2 separate regions of the Gasterosteus aculeatus genome follow, and region 2 is linked to region 1. The links are chromatin contacts, called in public Hi-C maps. All regions are on one chromosome and are shown on one strand. Each heading gives the region's core, a stretch centred on a gene start, on an enhancer-like site or on the middle of the called end of the contact. The rest is flanking DNA. Distances are from core to core; before and after follow the strand shown. Region 1 holds the start of LOC120816315 (cadherin-2). Region 2 has its middle 31 kb from the start of aqp4.

What was found. Hi-C and Micro-C count contacts between places; a contact is called where the count stands out from the background.
Region 2: a contact with region 1 is called in a Hi-C map of skeletal muscle, with 4 times the contacts expected there. The contact joins the enhancer-like site here to the promoter of LOC120816315 in region 1. A contact is called at or near these places in 2 of 6 Hi-C or Micro-C datasets (skeletal muscle and whole body).

Annotation. Positions count from the first base shown.
Region 1 is chr3:887,707-893,022 of fGasAcu3.hap1.1, reverse strand. It overlaps LOC120816315 (cadherin-2), which reads right to left and starts at 2,566. Exons shown (of 16, transcript XM_078098579.1): 1 at 2,033-2,566; 2 at 432-540. The coding sequence starts at 2,092. It overlaps LOC144405449 (a long non-coding RNA gene), which reads left to right and starts at 3,207. Exons shown (of 2, transcript XR_013467042.1): 1 at 3,207-3,331; 2 at 3,610-3,807.
Region 2 is chr3:979,471-984,786 of fGasAcu3.hap1.1, reverse strand. No RefSeq gene overlaps it. Among protein-coding and RNA genes, the nearest start is that of aqp4, 31 kb to the left of the region's middle. Within about 2 kb of position 2,381, at least 2 of the 9 cell types and tissues checked have open chromatin away from gene starts, as enhancers often do.

The sequences.
Region 1 (5,316 bases), core at 1,317-3,816:
TGTGTAAATCGACTTTTCTGAAAGCACTCGGGCTGGTGCAATCAACAAAGCTTTCCTTTTTAATGAAAGCAATTCATATTCCTCCAAACAAATACCGTTTAAACAATGTATAATCCAACATGCATATGTTTGAGTCAACTCAAAATAACAGGGGGGGGGGGGGGGGCAGCATGTAAGCAAAACGGACAGGAGCGACATGGCTAAGCTGAACCACATTTGAGCTGGTTTACAAGGCAAACTACAACACGGCTACACCGAGGCTAATTGTTTAAATATGTCAGGCTAGTTCTGATCCTCCCAGAAATGTAACACATGTCGGAAGGCACGCACACACACACACACTCGCTCGCACACCCACGCACACACACACACACACTTGAGAAAACACAGGCGCAAGAAGAATCCAGCACTGGGAATGTCTCACCACTCACCGTTAAAAAGGGGACGTCCTTTCTCCGTGATTTCTGGCACCACAACCTCGTATACATCTTCAGAGAAGCCCGGCCTGCATGGTGGGGTGCCTCTGCCCTCCGCTGCAATCTGTGATGGAGGGGTGGGGGGGGGGGGGAGGGGGTCAACAATGAGTCATAAATCAACCTTGAAAAAAAAAAATGAAAAAAAACGCACTGTGTTGAACCTCCTGGTTGCGTTCCCAAGTCCCCACAGTTGTACAAAAGCATCTGTTGTTTTTGCAGCAGGGGCCGCAATTAGGATAATGAGGCCAAAAGGGTTAAGCATTAGCCAGAAGAAAAAAAAAAGCATGGCTAGGCACGAACAAGCTCCATTTGTACCCCTGCAGGGGCCCCGGGTCCAGGGACGGGCCACAACCAAGTCCGTCTGATCAACACACTCTCACTCGGGACAAAACACTCCTCGTTGGAGGGAACAAAGCAATAAAAAGTAAAAGGCTAACGACCCACTGTTGTGTGCAAATAAACATTCAAGTGTCAATGTCTGAATAAACAACACAGAACAACTGCTGATGTCGAGCGGGACTATCTCTGATTATATATATTACATAATGAAATATATTATCTCTTTTTGCCTCGTCTCGATAAGGAAAACTCGGCTTTAGGGTGTGCGACAAAAGATTTTTTCTGGGAGGGGGAGATAACGGCGATGTGGCAAAGCAGGGAAATGAATAAATCTAAATGACTGGGGCTGGCGTACATCCCTAAAGCAGGACAAACAAAGTACGAAACCACAAGCCAGAGCACAACTGATGCGCAGGCATGTTGACCCTCAGCGTGGATCCAGAGGCCCTGTTGGTTTGCAGAGAGACTAAAAACTAGTCCAGCTGCAAAAATAAAACTAAATAAAGAGCGTTGCGGGTGCCATGTTTTTGTCACGGGAGTTTAAGTAAGGGGGGAAAACAGTTTTCAGAAAGGGGGGAAGAGGAGCTGGATTAGCACGTCTAACAGCAGCCGGACCACGATGCGCGGGTTTAGGATCCGCGTTAAAGTGTCCGCGGCGCTTTAAGCGTTGATCGCACCGAGCCGCTGCCGCGCGGCGGCCGCTGGAGGCCGGAGCGTCTCACGGAGACGCGACGCGCGCTAAACGTGCTCAGAAGAAGAAAAGCACACAGCGGCCGCCGCTTCATCGCAGCGAGTCGGCTTCCGGTCGGACGGTAACCTGGATTTACATCGGGATACTTTTCACCGTTGCTCGTGACGGATTTTTTCTTTTTAACCAGAGCGGCAATCGCGGGACAGCGACGTGCGTACACGTTAAACTAAACACAACCGAATTAAAACTCCTCAAACGAGTGAAACCACTCGGTGGAGACGAACACCGGGCGCCTCGTGCGCATAGTGCACTTTTCTTTTTAAGGAGAGAGAACCGTTAACCGGGCGAGCGCAGCACGTGCAGCGGGCGAGCGCGCACGGCTCCGCGCCGCCGCCGAGTCCGCGCCGCCGCCGCCGCCGAGTGGAAGCTAGCGGCTCCACGCGGGGGGCCGGAGCTCAACACACGTCGTCGTCGTCGCCACCGAAGGACGAAGGGCAGCGGAAAGTGTCCGGAGAAGGACGCTTACCTGCAGTCCGGCCAAGACCAGCAGCAGCGACAGACCGCCGCTCTCCCGGAGCGAGAACATCGCTGCGCCCGCGACCGCTCGCGTTACCCTCCTTTCGGAATCCGTGCGTGCCGCCGAAACAAAAATATGTTTGTATTTAGAAAACACGGCGGCGGCTGCGGGGAGGGAGGGAGGAAAAAAAAATCAAAACAATATCCGCGAGGACAGGAAAGCAACAAAAAATAAACCACAGGTTCCTTCTACGACAAAAGGCAGCAGCGAGCGCGAGGCAGCCTCCTCCTCCTTATGAGTCCAGCCAGCAGTGAGCGGCGCGCGGCGCCTGGTACTGAGGCTGCTGCCCCCCCCCCCCCCCCCCCTCCCACCCGGGCCCGCGCGCACACAGCGCCCGCTCACTGTCGCTCCCTGCCGGCCACACCGACTACTTCACCCCCCCTCAAACCACCATCCCCAATGACAGAGAATTATAGCATTCACGCGCAGTGTGTGGCGGTTTCTGGTGGTCCTACCAGACGTTATGGCATTTCATCTCTCATCTGGAAAGTAGTGTTAATCAACTTTAAATAACTAATTAGTCTATATATATTATATACACAGACACACACGGATAGAATAGATTAATATATACAGGTTAATTAACAACAAAACAATTACATATATATATATATATGAGAGAGAGAGAGAGAGAGAGAGAAAATAATATTATATAGGATTAATAAAAAGCATTGCTTGTATGGTTATGTAGACAATGCCAAACTGCAGATACTGCTTTGGTAGTTAATTTAACTGTAACATGACTGTCATCGATGTGGCCGAGCTGTCCCTCCAGACAAATTTAATTACCTCTCAAAAGAGAATATCTCATCCATTTCGGATCACAACAACCCGCAGTAGTTTTACGCCTGTTGAGGTCACCTTTTATTGGCCTATTGTCTTGTTTCGTTTACCCCTGCTCATTGTATTTAAATGACCCTGGCGTGAAAATGCAAGGAAAGACCATCAAACACAAGAGATTACTGTGTGAACGTCTCACCACTCAACAGCATACTGTCATACGTGCTGCTTGAGGTGTCCCGTGTTTTTAGTGCCTGATTTTCGCCTGTAGTCAAATATTAGCGTGTGATTTGTGATACGCCATGTTGTGAACTATGTCCATATGTTGTTTTTTCACTTTCAGGTTATTAGCTCCAGACTCCTCTGCTCTCAAAGCGCTTTCTGAATGTCACGAGCACTGAGGAGTAATTGAGGAGCCAATCAGTTGTCTCCCTGTCTGCATAAAGAGGAGCCTCTATTGATCAGGAGGTGGGAGATTTTGATCACATTGCCCTTAGATAATTGCTGTTTACTGCACGTTTGATCCTAAGGATTATTTATCGTCAATGTTTAGGTGTATGTGTCTTCCTCACACACACACACACACACACACGGTGTTCCTTAACCAGCTCACACAGTTTCATTAACTATTTGAATTTTGCATTCTATTCATTCATCGTGACTCAGTCTCAGAGTAAAGCTTTTTTCATGTCTCGCTAAAATATGCAATAAATAATTCCCTAACATTATCATCTCATGTGATACAGGCTGATGAAGGTTAAATTACCTTGGTTGTGCTGCAGACATCTAATTAACTACAGCGAGACGACCCCGTGGAGGAGATTGCATCTGTGAAACCCGAGATATTTCAGTTGAGCGAGAAAGAAAAAAAAAAAGAAATACTTTTTCCATCTCCATATACAATAAACTGACAGGGGGTGACTTTTCGTTCACCTCCTCCCCGGCAAGCCTGTTGTTTTCCAAGTTATTGGCGTTTTGTGGCACATGTGAGTACGTGATGGGAGCGACGCCGCTCCCCTCCTCCTACAAATCAAACCATCCGCTCCTGAGAGGCTCTGGTAATCCTAAACAAACTGTGAGCAGCATCACATCCCACTTATAGTCAGAGCACACACACACACGCACACGCACACACACACACACACACAGTGTAAATGTGCTTGTGTCTTGTAATAAGACCCGCGTGGCACTTGATACTTGTCATTGATCAGCAATTCGGATTATCCTTGTTTTGAAATATTCAAACTCTCCGTGGAGCTAAAGGACGTAACCAAAAGAAGAAAGTTAAGATAGTGGAGATATAAACAAAATGAAGACAGAGTTGGAGAAAAACTGCTCGTAGTCCCCTCACAGCTATTAAGAAACGTAATAGCTGAAAGTCGTGTCTTTCACCCGGCGGCTGTCCAATGGGATGTTCACTCTGGGGGCATCGGGCAAGAGATCAAACTGAATGACCCGTTGATAATTGATATCGTGTTTTGTGCAACTTTATGTAATCTAATCTAATTGAAAGTGGGATCAAAATGCTCCATCTCTTTGATTAATGCAGAGGCGGTTATCTTTCATCAGCGCTTGTCTACGAAGGGGCGGGGCTTAGTGGGAATCCAATTTGGACTCTGTGCTTTCAATCAAACGCTATCATGTTGCACGACTCGTGAGACCAATCACAGCCGCCCGCCGCCCCAGAACTCTGTGTGCAGCATGTACCTGAATTTGGCACGCTCTGAAATGTGCAGTCCAAGGAGAAAAGTGCCTTGCAAGGTCGCTGCGCGGCCTGTGCTTAATGTATTCTCCTGGCTGCGAGTGTGTGTGTGTGTGTGTGTGGACAGATAACGTTGCTTGGCGGGGGGCATATGCGAGACAGCGGCGTGATGCATGTTGGTCGCACTGCTGACACCGCTGTTGACTCTCATAAGTGTCCGTGTCGGAGGGCGGGCGGCCCGGAGGGGCCCACCGTTCAACACCTTTTCTTTCTTTTCCTTTTTTTCCTTCTCTCCAGCGCAACCGGACGGCGGTGGAGGAGCGCCGCAGCACGGCGGCCTTGATGGCACTGGGAGGGAAACGGGCGAGGTCAGCAGCCCTTTCACGTCGGTGGCACTTCTGCATGCTGACTGTGTGTTGACACGGGGATATCACACAGTTCACACCGCGCTCCCACGTGCTCAGCCTTTTCCTGCTGGAAGCCAAATATAGATGTCAGCGAGCACGACGCACTCGGCCCGCTCCGCTCGCATTTATTGTCCGCTTATGTAATTCGACGAAGGCACGGATCCTGAAGCCTAATTTATAGAGCTCCTTGCGTGTCCCTTGCGTGTCTTTTCACCCCTCCTTGCGTGCGTCGACCAATTTTTCTAGACTAGCGTCAAAAGCTACGCAAGCCTCCTGCAGCCCGCAAGGCCGTGATTGGTCCGCTAACTGCGTCCTTTCCGGAGTCTCACATTTCTGGTTTCATA
Region 2 (5,316 bases), core at 1,132-3,631, 92 kb before region 1:
GCCGAGGCCGCGTCGTTTCAGAAAATGACAAGATGAATATTTAAGACTTAAAGAAAACCTCAGTGTCGGGGATGAGAGGAGTTTTTGAGTGTCTCTATTTTTCACAAAGCAAAGTAACAAGCCGCACAACTTGAACTAATATAATAAGCTTGATATATCATACGGTCGACGGAGCTCACATAAAAAGGATATTTGATACGGGCCCCTGCAGTGTATCAGCGGTGCCACGCTGCTGCATTAATCATCAAGGTCCCCACCAGATCCAGATGGAAAGCTGTCTGTAGAAAATATGTTGGATGAAATGTGACGGGAAGGATATTTATATTCACATCTCCCAGTAACAAACAAGTATTTCAATGCAGCTGAAATCAATAGGGCCCCAGTTTCCAGGTGGGTTGTGTAATTGGATAAAACGTCCGTGGCAACTGTTTTGGCATCCTTTGTATAATTACTATTAGGTAACTGCGTTACAACCGAGTTTGCTGCTAATCAACTTACCACTTAGACAGCGTGCGGCGGACTGACGTGATACGAGGCGGAGGCGGAGGCCTGGTTTCATACGCAGGGAGCGACAGGTACGTTACCCATAAAAAAGTCTGTGGAGCAACACACAACAATCACTTGCAAAACGCACAACGATGACGCCACCTGTTCGGTGCAGGCGATGTGCTCACGGGACGCAGGCGGTCCTCTGGCGCGAGGGAAAACCCGCCCGCCTGTCCGTCATCTGCTTGATCAATCTGTCTGTATCGGTGCCGGTCAGCAGAGAGGTTGTGTCCTGTCGAGTGGGGGAGCGGAGAGTCGCCCTCGGTGCAGCGTAACTGATGATAAACCATATTGAGAGCGGCATCGACTGCACTGACGGGGGGGGGGACGTCCTCATTAGACGGGCTGCACAGCATCAAACAGTCGCCGCCTTTCTTCCCGCGTACACTGCACAGACATTTCTAGGCTGAATAGAATAATGGATGAATGGATTGCCTTTGTTTCTTACAGCAGAGAACGGGAGATATCGTCAATGTAACAGGCCCGTGTCGTGAGCGAATGACACTCCTTGTCCTTGAATGCTTCTGTACGTTTAGCCGTTGAACAAGTGTGCAAAAACCAATGCAGGAAACCCTGAATGTTGTTCCAAATATCCCGTAGTGGAACTTATTGCTGTGAATTAGTGAAATGGGAGAAGTGCGCTGTGTTTAACTGGGTAAAGGGCGCCACTTAAACAGCAATGTCAGCAATAACGGTCGCTAACGTTAGCCACTGTAAGCTGCCGCTTACATCACAACTGGTAAGGCAACGGTCAACATACTGAGATATGAGAGAACAGTTTGTCATCTCGCTGGCTGAAGATTAGGCTTTTTTAACGGGTGGGAGGAATAGTTAAGATTACCATCACTGGTGGTGCTTGTGGACACACTGGGAGAAAACCGAAGACAATGGAAACAGTGCTCGAAAACTTCATTATCAATGTGCACACAGGACGAGGGAAAGAAATCAAAGAAGCAGATTTCGTGCTCGACATGACAATAATGATGATGGAGATTGTAAAACTGACTTAAAGAAGAAATCCCAGCTGCTTTCGGAACCTACAGTGAACCAACAATGTCTCTGCACACCTTATCCGGCAGAATCTCCACCATAGAGACATATGGGACTGAATCCAGGTAACAGAAGATTGTGAGTTTTGCACCTTGGACAACGACGTGACCAGATTGTGTTTGGTATGAATGAACAGCCCGAAGGGGAGACGTTTCAGATGGAAGAAACTCTACACGAGGGAAGCTCGCAGTCACGTGTCGAGCTGCAGAGACTACTAGAGCACAAGCGATGAGTGCAGCTACCCAGAAGACAGCTGTGTAAGGACAACACACACACACACACACACACACACACACACACAAGCTTACCCCGGCGTAAAGGACAAGAGCGGCCGGGTGGGCGAGCGAGGAGAGACGCAACCCTGCAGCGGTCGCGAGACAGCCACTTGCAGACTCGCCCGTCCCCGACACAGTGACCCGGTGGACACTCGGCTGACACCGAGAGGGACGATGCTGCCGCGCCGTTGGAGCTACGTACGCCTCAGGGAGGGCACCAAAGCACCAAACCACTGGAAGGAAGGAAGGAAGGAAGGGCCGAGGCCGCAGCAGCGGTTTCAGGCCGGACACCAGGGGGCGCTATCGATCTCACACATCCGTCCTCTCGGCGTCTTGTGTTGTTGGTGGACTACTTCTTGAATTACCCAGAAGGACTGGATGTTTCAAAGAGGTCTGCAGTGCCTGAGGGCTCCCACTCATCTCTCAAATCAGCAAAAAACACACACACACACACACCACAGCAGCAGCGGGGCCACAAGAGAGGAGCAAACCGGCCTCCACAGTTGCACCTCGGGTAGCGCTGCTAACGCGGCAGAGGGACGAGCCCCGGTGTGACAACGTCAGCAACCACAGACGAGACGGACGCCACCCGAGGGGGGTCGGGGGGGGGGGCACCGCGCAGCACCCAGATGAGCTCAGGCTGAATCAGACCGACCGGCAGATGAGCTCGAGCCACGAGACGACGGGTCAGTGGAGCGAGCGCTAAAGGTCCTTAAAAGAGAGATGTTAGGGTTCTAAACTGTGCGAAAAGCTACATTTTAAGAAACGAGTGTGTTTTTGTTGCAGTGAGAAAGGTCATGAATCACATGTATGATGTATGGTACTGATGTCGAGTAACACAGTGCAACATTTCTGTATCATCACTAAAGAGCACATGCATTCAGGTCCATGTGTATGGAGATATTACTGACACTTTGGAATCATTTTCATTATGTGTTATGTGTTTTTTTTGTCAGATTTCACCGCTGTCACATGATCCTACTGTTTGAATGCAAAGGTTACAGCATTGTAGTATTTCTTACCAAACATAATGATACGTCGCCCACTAAGCCGTAAACAACAACCCTCTCAAACAACACATGGAAAAAGAGGAAACAGAATAAAGTTCTTGTTAAGTTCTTATTATTAAGAGTGCCTTCAGTGCTGCGACCCGTCTGAATCCTCACCTCCTCTCTTCTGCTTTACTTCATGTGTTTGCAGTGCCCCTGCATATTATTTATCATGTTGTTGTTTCTCTATGGCGCCTTGCATGTGGGCGCAGCTGGGAGCTTCCCGTACCGGCATGTCAAAGGGCGTTGACATCAATATTTGCTCCCCGGCACGAGTGTTGTTGACAAGCAAAACTGATGCATTCATACGTAATGATGAAAAAAGTTACCTTTATATAATTAGACACCATCCCTGAGAATTAAATCATTTACAGTCTCATGCTATATTAATTATTTGAATGTAAATTAAGTATACCTTTTTTGAATTATAATTTTTTCCTATCATTTTCCCTGTATAATTTATTCAACACCAATATTAATACTTAATAATTCATTAATGAATAATCTGCACCCTTTCAGGCGCTTAAAGAAATGCAGCAGATTTGCATTTTAATTCCTCGCAGCCAGCGGGGACACAGTTTCTCACTTGTTTATGATTGTGCCATAATTCTGAAGGGCCCCGTTCGACCCCGTCGGCGCGTCGTCTTTAATCAGCCGTCTGTGGCGTGAAGAAGATGTAGGCTGGTGCTTACCCAAGACAAATGGCACCTCTTCACATCCTTAACTCGCGTCCCCTTAAGTTTGACTCAAGAGGCTGCCGTTCCATGCTAAACAAAATCACCCCCCCCTCCCGACATAAAGTGTCTGACAATCTGTCTGATGTCATGTTTCACACAAACAGCAATTTCTTGACAGGCCGGCTGGCGATGACAGCCGTCTTGCATACGATTTGGAGCTGCTATCGGGATTCCAGTCGACAATAACCCTGTTGATTCTCCCGCACGGCAGGAAAGAAAAAGATTGTTCCATCGAGAGTTTGTTATTGTTCTATAGAGAACACAGCAACGGCGTGACGAGGGGGGAAAACACTAGTTTCAAATTGCACACCAGCAGGGTTTGACATAAGCGATATCAATGTGCAGACAAATCGGAAATGGGCTCATAGAATCGATGTATGTGATGATTATAAGTGTGAGATGCTCATAATGGTCCTTGGAAATAACACTTATTTGACTTTCGGCTGCAAAGACCTGGTAACACAGACACAAGTCACCAGTCACAGCTCAGGCAGACCTACGCCGTGAGACGCCTGCTCTCTGACCCCTGTGAAAGATCCCAGAATCTAACAATGTGCATCGTTTTGTCCTGTTTGCATTTATGGATTTATTTTGAACCAAAATGCACGAGCTGTGATCCAATGAAACAGTGCCGCCCGTGTCTGAAGTGATGAATAATTAGTCGTGGAATGCAGCGCGGACAAGCGGCCATTGAGTCGTCAGCGCGACTCCCTGCTCGCGCCGCCGTGGGCTTCGCAATGAAATGATGCAACGGAGAGCAACAATGTTTTCATGATCAGGAAGATATCTAATCTACTGTGTGAGGTTAGTCTCCACACAAGTGTGCCTAATTTTGCAATCAGCTCAAGTGTCGCTGCTGATAAAACACAAAAAAGATTATCCATGAATACCTTTCATTCTTTCTGATTTCTTTTTTTTTAACCATCAAACGCAGCCAGGGATTTCAACAAAGTGCAGCTATTTAAATCAATACATCCCTCATTACAGAATGATGAATATTTCATCAGCAAGCCTATTACTTCAAATGAATAATTTAACTGTATTATATCAGTCGGGGTTGGGGGGGTTCGGTTGGTGCCGTGGTCCCTCAGCTTTTAAACCCAACCACTCATTACGAAGCTCTGCGTAACCCAACTAAAGAAGGTCCAGGATCAGGAGCACAGATGATTCTCTCTCTAAATGGCAGAGTACGCAGTTCAACCCACTGACAGTAAAGGTATCCTCGGCTCCAATTAGCCATGATAGAAATATATATATATATATATTTATATGGTGTATTGAGAGCATTTCTCCTTAATATAATGAGCTCCATGCATGGCTTAATCTTATACGGATGTATGGCTTTTGTGCTCATTATTCCAAAGTCTCTCATGACCTAAAGCTGTAATCTTATCAAATATTCAAAGGAGTAAAAGGAGGAAATGTCTGAGGGAGGGGAGCAATTTTCGTTGCATTTTGGTTTGTATTCTCCCATTTTATGTTGAATAATTGTGCTTTTATCTTCTGGTGGACGGATTCAACTTGCTTCATGGAATAAAACACTCAAGGACTTTGGTAAGCGATCAGCAAGATTACTTTGACAAATAAACATCTAATTGGACAGAATGTTTGTACATGACAAATATGTCACGTATTTATGTCTCGTTGCAATACCGAGTA